Regions from separate parts of the Xenopus tropicalis genome. Here region 1 is linked to region 2. Evidence: chromatin contacts called from public Hi-C data. All regions are on one chromosome and are shown on one strand. Each heading gives the region's core, a stretch centred on a gene start, on an enhancer-like site or on the middle of the called end of the contact. The rest is flanking DNA. Distances are from core to core; before and after follow the strand shown.

Region 1 (5,533 bases), core at 1,396-3,895, 180 kb before region 2:
AAAGGATTACACCATCTTGTATAAGATCTCCATAGAGCAAGCTGCGCCAGGGTTGAACTGGACTCTATGGCTTAAGGGACTAGCACAGAATAGAATAGACCTTTGTACGTTAGACTGTACCAGGGTTCAGCTTGATGCTACAGTTGCAGAATGTACCAATCTCAAATCTCTGGAGACTGGGTAGAAGTTGTAATTATGCTTCTGAGAAATTCCTTCCTACATTTGAGAGCAGTAGATTCTCTTGGTTCTGTTTTCGCTTGGATCAGATCAGAGAGTTCATCTTTACACATTCTTGTTGAGTGTACATACTCCAGTTGTTCTCCTCTAACCCACACCAACAATTGCTTTGCTTTACTGCACCCTTTGGGATGGTTCCCCCTATTCTTGCTGCCCCTCTAGTGCCAAGGCTGAATGAATGGGCCCCCACATTGCTCCTTGGTTTCTTGAGTTAAATTTTGTTTTCATTGTCCCAGTAGCTTATTTAGTTAGTGGAGAAAGACAAGTGTTTCTTTGGGTTTCCTTCTCTGGTTCGTCTCATTCCTAGACCCCCCATGGAAATTTCCATTTGTGCAGAGATGGAGGATAACTGGAACCAGTTCTACAAGAGCCGATGGTTACACGTGACCCCTAGAGTAAAAAACTCTCTGCAGACCCCTATCGATACAATGGTGCCCATGTGACCCAGAGCTCACTGCATATAAAATGGCCAAACACTGGGCCCATTCAGCCTAATAATAATCTTTATTCAGCCTAATAATAATCTTTATTCAGCCTAATAATAATCTTTTGTGCTGGCTGATACATTATATAACTTTAAGAAGGGGCTGGATGGATTCTTAGCAAGTGAGGGAATACAGGGTTATGGGAGATAGCTCTTAGTACAAGTTGATCCAGGGACTGGTCCGATTGCCATCTTGGAGTCAGGAAGGAATTTTTTCACCTCTGCGGCAAATTTAAGAGGCTTCAGATGGGGTTTTTTTGCCTTCCGCTGGATCAACTAGCAGTTAGGCAGGTTATATATAGGCATTATGGTTGAACGTGATGGACGTTTGTCTTTTTTCAACCCAACTTACTACTACTACTATGTTTATTACTAAGGTAGAAAATGTCCTTAATAAACTGACTAGTTTCTATCCATGTACTGGCAATTACAGGTAAGAAAGTCCTTAGACTTGATGAGAATTACTCTTGCATAAACTGACTAGTTTTTATCCCGGTATTGGGCCTGACAGGTAGTAGCAGTAAAAGAGCTAAGCAGGGGATGTTTGATTTCACAAAATCTTATGAATGAATATTATCTTTAAAACTGCCCCTGCCCATTTATATGTTTATAGGGTACAGTGGCTACAAACGATCGGATTACATTTGTGGCCATGGGGCAGTCGGTTCGGGGACCGCATCAACGAGCCCATGCGGTCCCCGAGCCGACTGGATTTTCTAACCTGGCCGATCGATATCTGGCCAATTTCAGGCCAGATATCGGTTGGCCAGGCTGCTCGTTTCTGCCCACACACAGGCCGATTAGCTGCCGAATCGGTCCAAGGGACCGGCCCGTGTATGGGGGCCTTTATTCTTTGCAGCTTTCAAATTGGGGTCACTGACCCCGGCAGCCAAAAGACTATTGCTCTGTGAGGCTCCAGTTTTATTTTTATTGTTACTTTTTATTCCTCATTTTTCTATTCAGGCCCTCTCCTGTTCATTTATCATTTGTCATTCAAACAGCTCCCTGGTTGCTAAGATAATTTGGACCCTAGCAACCAAATTGCTGCTGAACAAAAAGTGAAACTAAAAAACTAGAAAGAATAAAAATGAAGACTAGTTGCAAATTGTCTGAGAATATTACACTCTACATCAGGGTTCCCCAACCTTTTATACCCGTGAGCCACATTCAAATGGAAAAAATTTTGGAGAGCAACACAAGCATGAAAAAAGTTCCCGGAGGTGCCAATGAGAGCTATAATTGGCTATTTGATAGCCCCTATGTTGACTGGAAGCCTACAGAAGGCTCTGTTTGCCAATTACACTGGGTTTTATGCAACAAAACCTTGGCTCCTAACCATAAACTCATAAATAAGCACCTGCTTTGAGGCCACTGGGAGCAACATCCAAGGGGTTAGGGAGCAACATGTTGCTCATGAACCACTGGTTGGGGATCACTGCTCTACATTATACTAAGAGTTAACAGAAAGGTGAACAACCCCCTTTAATGGCAATTTTGTTTACCAGACAAAAACGTTATGGTGTTTCTCAGGATGAGAATTAGCTGGATATATCAAAAGAGACTGGAGTTTATCGTTATTTAGGACCTTACTCCTAAAGCGCAACGAGGGTCCCGGTATTATGGGTATTATTTATCGTTATCATTGCAGATTGGACTCTTTCCTGTACTTGTATCTACCTCACCACTAGAGGGCTTTAGGTCCTTCCCTTGGAAAGAAACTATCTCTCTAACCAATGATTAATTTATTTCCTTTCTACTATAGATATTAACCATACATACAAACTATACACCACAGTAAAGTCAATATTCTCTGCAATACCGCATATTCATGGCCGGAAGTTTTCCTTACGCAGAGACTAGAGCGCAAGTCACAGATTGCTTTGCATATGCCCCTCCCACCGGACACGGAAGTGCTCAGTTGTGCGAGTGTGCGCGGTTACACGTGGTTGTGCGTTGAGCCTGCTCGTCTGTGATCTAGCGAAATGACTAAAGCAAAGAAGGAGGAATCGGAGGAAGTGCCCGAAACGCCGAGCAAGTCTTACGATGAGCTGTTGGCGTATCTAAACCCCATCGCTAAGCCGCTGGCGGGCCGCAAACTCACCAAGAAACTATACAAATGTGTAAAGAAAGGTACCATGCTTACTTCAATGGCCGCTGGCTCTTTCAGGCGAATGGTGGGGCTGTAATTAGAGTTTAACACATCCCGTGAATTGTTGTTGGAGCATCTTGTCTGAAATGTGTTTTAAAAGCGATAGCAGTCAGTCCGGCTTCTTGCGCACAAATGTGGATACAGTCACTGCGATGTACAGCGATTATAAACTTCGACTTCCGCTGAAATCCTGTGCAGGGATTCAGTAGAGGCTTTTAGCTAGTGACACTCAATTCACAGGAATATGTTCAGTTCTTTTAAAAGTGAGCTTTAGGCATAATTTCTAAAATCTAGTGCTAACATGAATGAAAAATATGCAATAATTCCTAATAAGCAGAACTATAACGGCTGAAAGTCAGCCAAAGCTTAATTGCTTCCTGTCACTGTAAAGGGATGTTTGAGAGGTTTCCCCATTCATAAACCCTGCCACCAACTGTGGCTTCATATAAAGCACTGCCTGCACTGTTATGGAGCCCTTGTGAACACTTGACCCCCCCCTCCATTTTATTGTGAACCAGTGTCACTAAGATTCACCACAGGTCTGCCATCTGAGGGCCTAGAGCAGTGATCCCCAACCAGTGGTTCATGAGCAATATGTTGCTCTCCAACCCCTTAGATGTTGCTCCCAGTGGCCTCAAAGCAGGTGCTTATTTTTTAATTTCTGGCGTGGGGGCAAGTTTTGGTTGCATAAAACCCAGTGTAAAGCCAAACAGGGCCTTCTATAGGCTACCAGTCCACATAGGGGCTACCAAATAGCCAATTATAGCTCTTATTTGCACCCCCATTTTCCATGCTTGTGTTGCTCCCCAACACTTTTTCCATTTGAATGTGGCTCACGAGTATTAAAGGTTGGGGATCTCTGGCCTAGAGCATTTAGAGAGCTCACAGCAGGGCTCTCTGGTTGCCTGCAAGGGACAACTGCAAAAAATGCAGGACTTGCTTTCTTAAACATTTCATCAATAAGACCATAAATACTTGTCCATTAAATGATAGATATGCCTTTTACTTAATCTGCCAGTAATAGAGGTTTTTGAATTCACCGCTTTCTGAAATATGTACACACTGTAATAATCAGAAGCATAAACAATGCCATTCCGTTCAAGAGGTTTTTGGAAGAATTACTACAATATGGATGTATCCTAAAGATCCCTCTATTTTCCCTTTCAGCCATAAAACAAAAGAATATCCGCAGAGGAGTGAAGGAAGTACAAAAGTTCATCAACAAAGGAGAGAAAGGGTAAGAACACTTATCCTTTTCTGAAACATCAATTAACCTCCACGGTAATAGTAGCTTACTGTACAGTTCTGACTTCTGAATATTTTTAGGATTGTAGTAATGGCTGGTGACACCCTTCCCATTGAGGTGTATTGTCACATCCCTGTAATGTGTGAGGATCGCGGCATTCCTTATTCATACGTTCCATCCAAATCAGTGAGTATTCTTTTTCCTTCACTTTTCTTCTAAACTGACAGTTCATTTCAGTGTGTACCAGTGGTTGCCAAAAATGTGCTGAAAAAGTCATCCTCGGCTTATACTCGAGTATATGGTTTTGTAATTCGTTGTGCACGCACGCCCACTGTGCGTACGCTCGCAAATCCCGCCCCCCCCCCGTACCTCCCTCTCCGGCCGCTGCAGGCAGAGGGGGCTGTGAGCTCCAGCAACCGGCTAGCTCACTCAGTGCCCCGGAAGAGACTGCGGCGCTGTGCGGGTCGCCCTGTGTAACTTGATCACTTCTAGCTCCGCCCACTCCACATGTAATAAGGATTTGCTTGTGAAGATATGAAGTACAGGAGACCCCCTACAAGTTGCTAGAACATGGTGTTATTATTTTAATTAAAAAAACGAATTTTTAGAAAGCACTAAGGGGTCTTATAGCTGTTTCAAAAAAAAAAAAAAAAATGGGGGATACCAGGTTTCCAGATAAAAAATCATATACAGAAGCATAACCATGGCAGGGTAGAGGGAGAGTCCTGGGAGCAGACATGCCAATAATTCATATATAATTTGATATGATAGATTTGTCATATCAAATTATATATATATATCGGGGACACACCTGACTATGTGGCTACAGTGAGGGTATAACTGCCCTTGGGAAGTGTTATCTTGCTCCTGGCTCGGCTCATGTTCCCCTCCTGCCTACATATTAATGGCCTCCTGGGATGTGTAGTTCCACAGAAGCTACTGCCATTCTGGCTGAGCACTCTCACAAATAGAAGCTTTGCTGTCAGTTGTGCTGGGAGACATGCTGCATTGCGATGGGAGCACACACAGCAGGATGGCAAGTACTTGATACTTAGTATGGCAGCTTCCTTAGCCTTCCCAAACTTGCCTGACTGTTAAAAAAAAAAAAAAAAAAAAAACTTAGCAGTAGCTGCTGCATTTCCCACCCTAGGCTTATACTCGAGTCAATAAGTTTTTCCAGGTTTCTTAGGTAAAATTAGGTACCTCGGCTTATATTCGGATTGGCTTATACTCGAGTATATACAGTAAATAATCTTTTAGTACACTTAAGGTATGGAGATCCAAATTACGGAAAGATCCCTTATCCAAGAACCCCCAGGTCCTGAGCATTCTGTATAATGGGTCCCATACCTGTACTATTGGAGAAAAATAGGGATTCTTCACAAATCTATCCTAATGGGCCTTTAAACTACTGGTG
Region 2 (5,868 bases), core at 3,185-5,684:
TTTTTTGAGGGATTTAAAGTACATATGCTTCATAACCAGGGAACTCAGATCCCAGCCTGTGCCTTATGGAACTGTAACAATAAACCTCCCCCATGGCACAGTGCTTCTATATAATGTCAGATTGACAATATGCACTGGGGCCAAAAAATGTTCAGGTATCCCAGTAGAAGAAATAAGTGGAGTATCATAATAACTGTAATGGCTATGAAAATGATTTGATACAATTATATACTTACTAAATAAATGAGAATCGATTACATGCATATTTACTGAAATTCAAACATGTTATTCCCTAGAATTCTGGGGATTTTGTGTTTTCCCTAAAGAATTTGCACAGAAACTTTGTTTGTTACATCTTTGTAGTATAACAACAATCCTACCATTAATTTAATTGCTTTTCAGTGCTTAATAATATCCATTACATAAACCATCCTACAGAGTTTTGTCCAGTGAAAGGGAATAATCAAAACCATAGCCCTAAAACTTCAAATTACTGGAGAATTCAGGGATATTGCTTTTCCAGCTTTTTAAAAATCTATATACTAAACGGATATCAGCAAAGGCATTTAAAGGGTTACTTCACCTTTAAATGAGAGTCAGGAAGATAAATAGAAATTGATCTGAACTAAAAAGATAAGTTAGAAAAACTTACAATAAAATTGTAAGTTTACAAAGCAATGGTATTTTTAGCTGCTGGGTTTAGTGCCCTCGTTGGAAATATGGAAAGAAGCAGAAAAGGATGGCAAATAATCATAAAAAAGACCAATTGAAAGTTGATAATACATTCTTAAGAATAAAGTAGACAAGTTACCTTCTATAACACACTAAAACTTATTTACTACCACTTTAATGTATACTTTAGAGCCGGCCCAGCAAGCTAGATCCTTGGGATAATATTCCATACATACAGAGACCTCAAGAAAAATGTCAAAAGCCTGTTTTAGGGAGATACATGTTAGATTCGCACTGCAGTGCTAGACAAACAACTACAGAGAAATGTGCTCATCTGGTTTATATTCACCTACAAGATTTCCTCTTCTAACTTCCTTTGTTTGCTTTTTACAGTTTACCGTCCAAATTCACTTTGAAATAAACACTATAAATCAAAAGATGTCAGTCAGCTAGCAAAATCATAACTGTTATTAAAGTATATTGGGGAAGTTGCTTACAATTACAAAAAAAAAATATCGTTTTGGGTTTACATCCCTGTTGACTTGCTCCATTTTAAGCAGCTTACATGCACAATGTAACAGCAGAAGGTACTGAATGTGTGCATTGAATGGGAGTCAAAAAGGCAGTCCTGTGTGTTTATTGCGACTGGCTGTGTTAGAATGACCTGCTAGTAACAAACTGATTTCTCTAGAAATATCTAATGGTATTACAGTCCAAAACCAGAATCAGCTACCTTAATTTTGTCTAGTTCAGGGGTCTCAAACTCGCGGCCCTCGGTACAATATTTTGTGGCCCACACCAACGCCTTCTCAAAAGCAATGAATGGATAGCGATTTTTATTACGATTCAAGGGATAATGCAAGGCACGGCGGGCGGGAGCTGCTGATTGCGGAAATGACGTTATGCCATCATAACAGTTATTAAGGGAAGACGTTCTGTGTGCACAATTAGCTGCTAAGGAGCAAACTGTGCACACAGAACGTCTTCCCATAATAACTGTTATGATGGCATAACGTCATTTCCGCAATCAGCAGCTCCCGCCCACCGTGCCTTGCATTATCCCTTGAAAGCCAATTTTTTGTAAATCCCTTATGCGGCCCAGCCTCATCCTGACTTTGCCTCCTGCGGCCCCCAGGTAAATTGAGTTTGAGCCCCCTGGTCTAGTTGAAGGCAAATATTGCAAAAGACAGTCCTGACAGCTACATTTGCATTTTTTTAGGTAATGGTGTTTATTCACAGCAGTATAGCGTGGCAGTTTAAGCTTATGCAGACATTACTGTGCTTTTGTCTAGCTGTCTTACTCTACATAGCTCTGTATCAAACATTGCTTAAACTTTTATACCCATAAATACCACTGCCAAAGAGAATTTTACTAGTATTCATTATAGAGTGTAGGCTTTTAATGGAGTTTATTTTATCCTACAGTCTTTATAAAACTTAAATAACTTCCATTTATTGAAATGAAAAACCCAGAGCAGCTCCATTAATAGTGCTTGTCATCCGAAACCATGAATGTTTGTTGGGCTAAAATAAACCAAAAATCAGAGCTCTTGTGTTTCATATGATCATGAGGAACTGTGCAAATAAAGGGTAACTGATTCTTCTCTGTATGTTGTGAGACAAGTACTTTGATCCTGAATATATATCCATGTCAGAAAGCAAGACAGCAATGCCTGCTGTTTTTGCCAGAAATATACTTCCCCCAAGCAAATTAAACAAGGAACTAAAAAAAAAAATTCTAAAATGACACAATCATACATAATAATATACACTGCTTTGAGTTACAATTAAACTATGTATGAAGGCAGCACACCTTGTGCTAAGAGGTGATTATTCTTGTAGAAAAGAGGTCAGTATTGTGTTAAGTTCACAAAGAGCTCTAGAAGAAACAAAGTACATACATACAAACATACATACCTGTAATGATCCACTTGATTGATGATAAAAATATGATGGAGAATTTTTTTCTGTAACAAATACTGGTGCATATGGGGGACAAAGCTCATGAGTTCTTCAAATCGCTCCCTAAAAGGAACCAGCAAAGCAAGCCGGTGAGGACCCCATGAGGGATCCTCATTCACAGTTCTAGGAACCTGGGGGCAGGACTTCTGGGAAGACATTTCATCCTGAGTTCCTCTTTTGCTCACATCACCGGTACAGCTGAGTTGTAGCCAGAGCATAGACAGAAACCCAAGAATCAAGCAAGTCAGGAACAAATTAAAGATGCTGCATTTTCTAGGTAGAAACCCCAGAAACAATCCTGATCTGAAAAAAAAAAAAAAAGTTTTTATCATAAGCAAAAGCTTTTTTCTCACAACAGGATATCAACTTCTTTGAAAGAAACAGTGTTTGCTCAAACAAGCAACTGCTCCTTTGGTAGGATAAATTCAATTTCTTAGATTTTTTCAATACCTGAGATTCAGATTCCTTTTTGATATTTGATGGTGAAATGTCAGTTAAAACAGGATATGCCATCAAATGCAAAAATACCAACCCTTCATCTGCAAATGGATTTACTGCATGATTTATTAGACCTTATTTATAAACATTTAGGCAAAGGCTGCAACAGCACAGTAAGCAGTGTGGGATTTATATCTACAGATGCCAAAGGCACTTTCCCTTTACATTTCCCCTTATGTTATGTTTATGTGTTCAAGCACCAACTGCACAGAAGAAAATGCCTTTCTTCTGTGCCCACTCAGGTCACAAATTCCTGGCAGCAAGGCATTGAGAATATTTTTTTTTTATATATATATATATGCATTGTGACGTGCATCCTGATTTCCACTTATGCTTGTTCACAAATGAACAGTTTCATTTGGGTGTCAGGATCATAAGGCTTGTGTTTCTATTTCAGCTTTTTTTTTTAAAAAAAATTACAAGTATGTGTATCTACTATGCATAACATGAGATGGTTTTGAGTACTGTGTGTACAAAATTGTAATAGAATCTCTATACAAATGATGAATAGACTACCCAGGATGCCTTCTAATTTCTTGACATCTGAAAATATTCCCATTGTCATTTTTATGTAATGCTTGGCTAAAAACATTGTTTCTTTATACCTTTTCCCCAATTTAGCATTTTTTATTAAGTGAAACACTGCCATAATATTTAACTGAAGCTAGTATAACTGAGCATGTTTCCTTACCTGCTGTCTTCCCTGAGGTACAATGCTGGCTTTCTCCTTGTCATATACATCTCCTTTGAGAAATGACAGTCCTTTCCCAGTTCATAAATAACAGTTCCTTAAAATGATTCCATAACCCTCCAAGCCTAACCCTAAAGGCATTGCACAGAGTCACCTATATGTACAAATGAACTGCATATCAAATGCCTTACTCCACTTGCAGCACATTAAGCATCGTTACTAAGGTGATTTTGTCAAAAACACATCTTTATCCTCACTAAAAACATGGCCCAAGGATTGTGCTAAACCATATTATACCCGACTAGCTATAAACATGCTGGCAATTCCTTTCTGTCCGCACAGCCAATATATATATATATAGATACAATAGCCTCGAAGAAACACCTAGGAATTTTAAGTTAATAATTCTGCTCCTAGTGTCACTTCTATACAAGGAGCAGCCTCGTCAAACAGAAAGCCAAAGAGCTGAGTTTATCTTAAAAGTACTCTGTAGAGCAATGTAGAGCAATGTCCCCACTGTACAACCCCTGTACTCAGTTCATAAGCTTCGTTCGAGTAATTATAAATACACCTCCCCACTAAAACATGTCGTGTAGCTCTCAGAAGTCTGCGGGACAATGAAACTCAAATGCACCGCGGCGATAATCCAGGATTCTAAGCAAATGTTCCACCCGTTACACGCTGGCTTGTAAGCTGCTGGTCCGTCGACATATTCCTCCCCAACAGGAACACGACCTGCGCTACAAAGGTTCCGGGGGCTAAAGGCTCCTGAATGGTGTTTTGAGAGCCGGCTTTCTATTGGCGCAAGATAGAGGCTGTGTTTCTGTCAGAGGTATCCAATTGAAGGTATCGTAATTGGGAAGAGTTATTTGAGCAGATGTGCTTGTTGCTAGACTATTATCCGAAGACTTTAGCCAGATTTATTGGAAAAGTATTAGAGATTAATAATCACGCAACTGAACTTAATTCAAAAGACGCTATAATTTGCCATCAAAAAAAAAACGTTGCGCCTAAAATAAGTCGTGGTGTGTTATAGCAGGGTGGTGACTTGGTTATAAACTGTCAGACAAAATGATTTGCCATCTGGAAAGAGCACAGTTGCCCTTGTTCCCTAATAGAGTAGAGCCTGCATTGAGAGTTGGGTCTAATTTCTAAAAACATGCATTAAAGCTGTAGGGACCAATCAGGTCTTTGCTTTGATGTTTTGAGGTATAGTAGCTCAAAATTATTTGTTGATCGATTGCTGTTGTACCTATTGTTCAAGATGTTGCTTTAAAGGAACAGTAACACCAAAAATTGAACATGTATCAAAATAATTAATATATTATTTTATATACTCCCTGCCTTGGTAAAAGTTGTGTGTTGTCTTCAGAAACACTACTATCCTTTATATAAACAAAGCTGCTGTGTAACCATGTGGGCAGCCATTTAAATTGAAAAAAAGGAGAAAAGGGACATGTTGCTCAGCAGATAACAAATAAGTTGCATAGATCCCTATTGTATTCTACACAGTTATGTGCTTATGTAACCTGTGCCTTTTCTCCTTTTTTCAGTTTAAATGGCTGCCCCCATTGCTACACAGCAGCTATTTCTATTAATTATAGTAGTCATTCTGAAGCAAACACACAACATTTACCAGTGCAGGGCAACAGTACATTATATTTTAATTATTTTAAAACATTTTTATGTTTTAGTGTTACTGTTCCTTTAAAGTGGTTGGTTGTTATAAAGCTAGAAATGGTTTCAAAACTTCAGTTTGATTCTGCTTTATTGCTGGTTATCATTCTAGTGCAAGTTTTCAACCCTTGCCTTAGTAATGCCTCAGTATCTATATCATTTTATCAAAAGTGGAATGTAAAATTGTCCGTCAAGAAAGAAGGTAAAGAGACATTCCCAGACTCCTTGAAACAGCATACACCATGGGTTAATCCCCGCCCCTCCAATTAACAGTACAGGCCCCCACCTCCACCTTCCCAATAAAAAATGTATATAAGCTATCTCTCCACCCACGCTCGTTGTCTTTTTTCCTGTCCTAGTTGGTAGTA

The links. A called contact is a pair of places that touch in the nucleus more often than the background predicts.
Region 1: a Hi-C map of neurula embryo shows a contact between it and region 2, with 2.4 times the contacts expected there. The contact joins the promoter of nhp2 here to the promoter of b4galt7 in region 2. A contact is called at or near these places in 2 of 5 Hi-C or Micro-C datasets (neurula embryo and tailbud embryo).

What each region holds. Positions count from the first base shown.
Region 1 is chr3:47,807,042-47,812,574 of UCB_Xtro_10.0, reverse strand. It overlaps nhp2 (NHP2 ribonucleoprotein), which reads left to right and starts at 2,645. Exons shown (of 4, transcript NM_203658.1): 1 at 2,645-2,851; 2 at 4,038-4,107; 3 at 4,197-4,302. The coding sequence starts at 2,704.
Region 2 is chr3:47,633,249-47,639,116 of UCB_Xtro_10.0, reverse strand. It overlaps b4galt7 (xylosylprotein beta 1,4-galactosyltransferase, polypeptide 7), which reads right to left and starts at 4,434. Exons shown (of 6, transcript NM_001126545.1): 1 at 3,824-4,434; 2 at 2,590-2,937. The coding sequence starts at 3,873.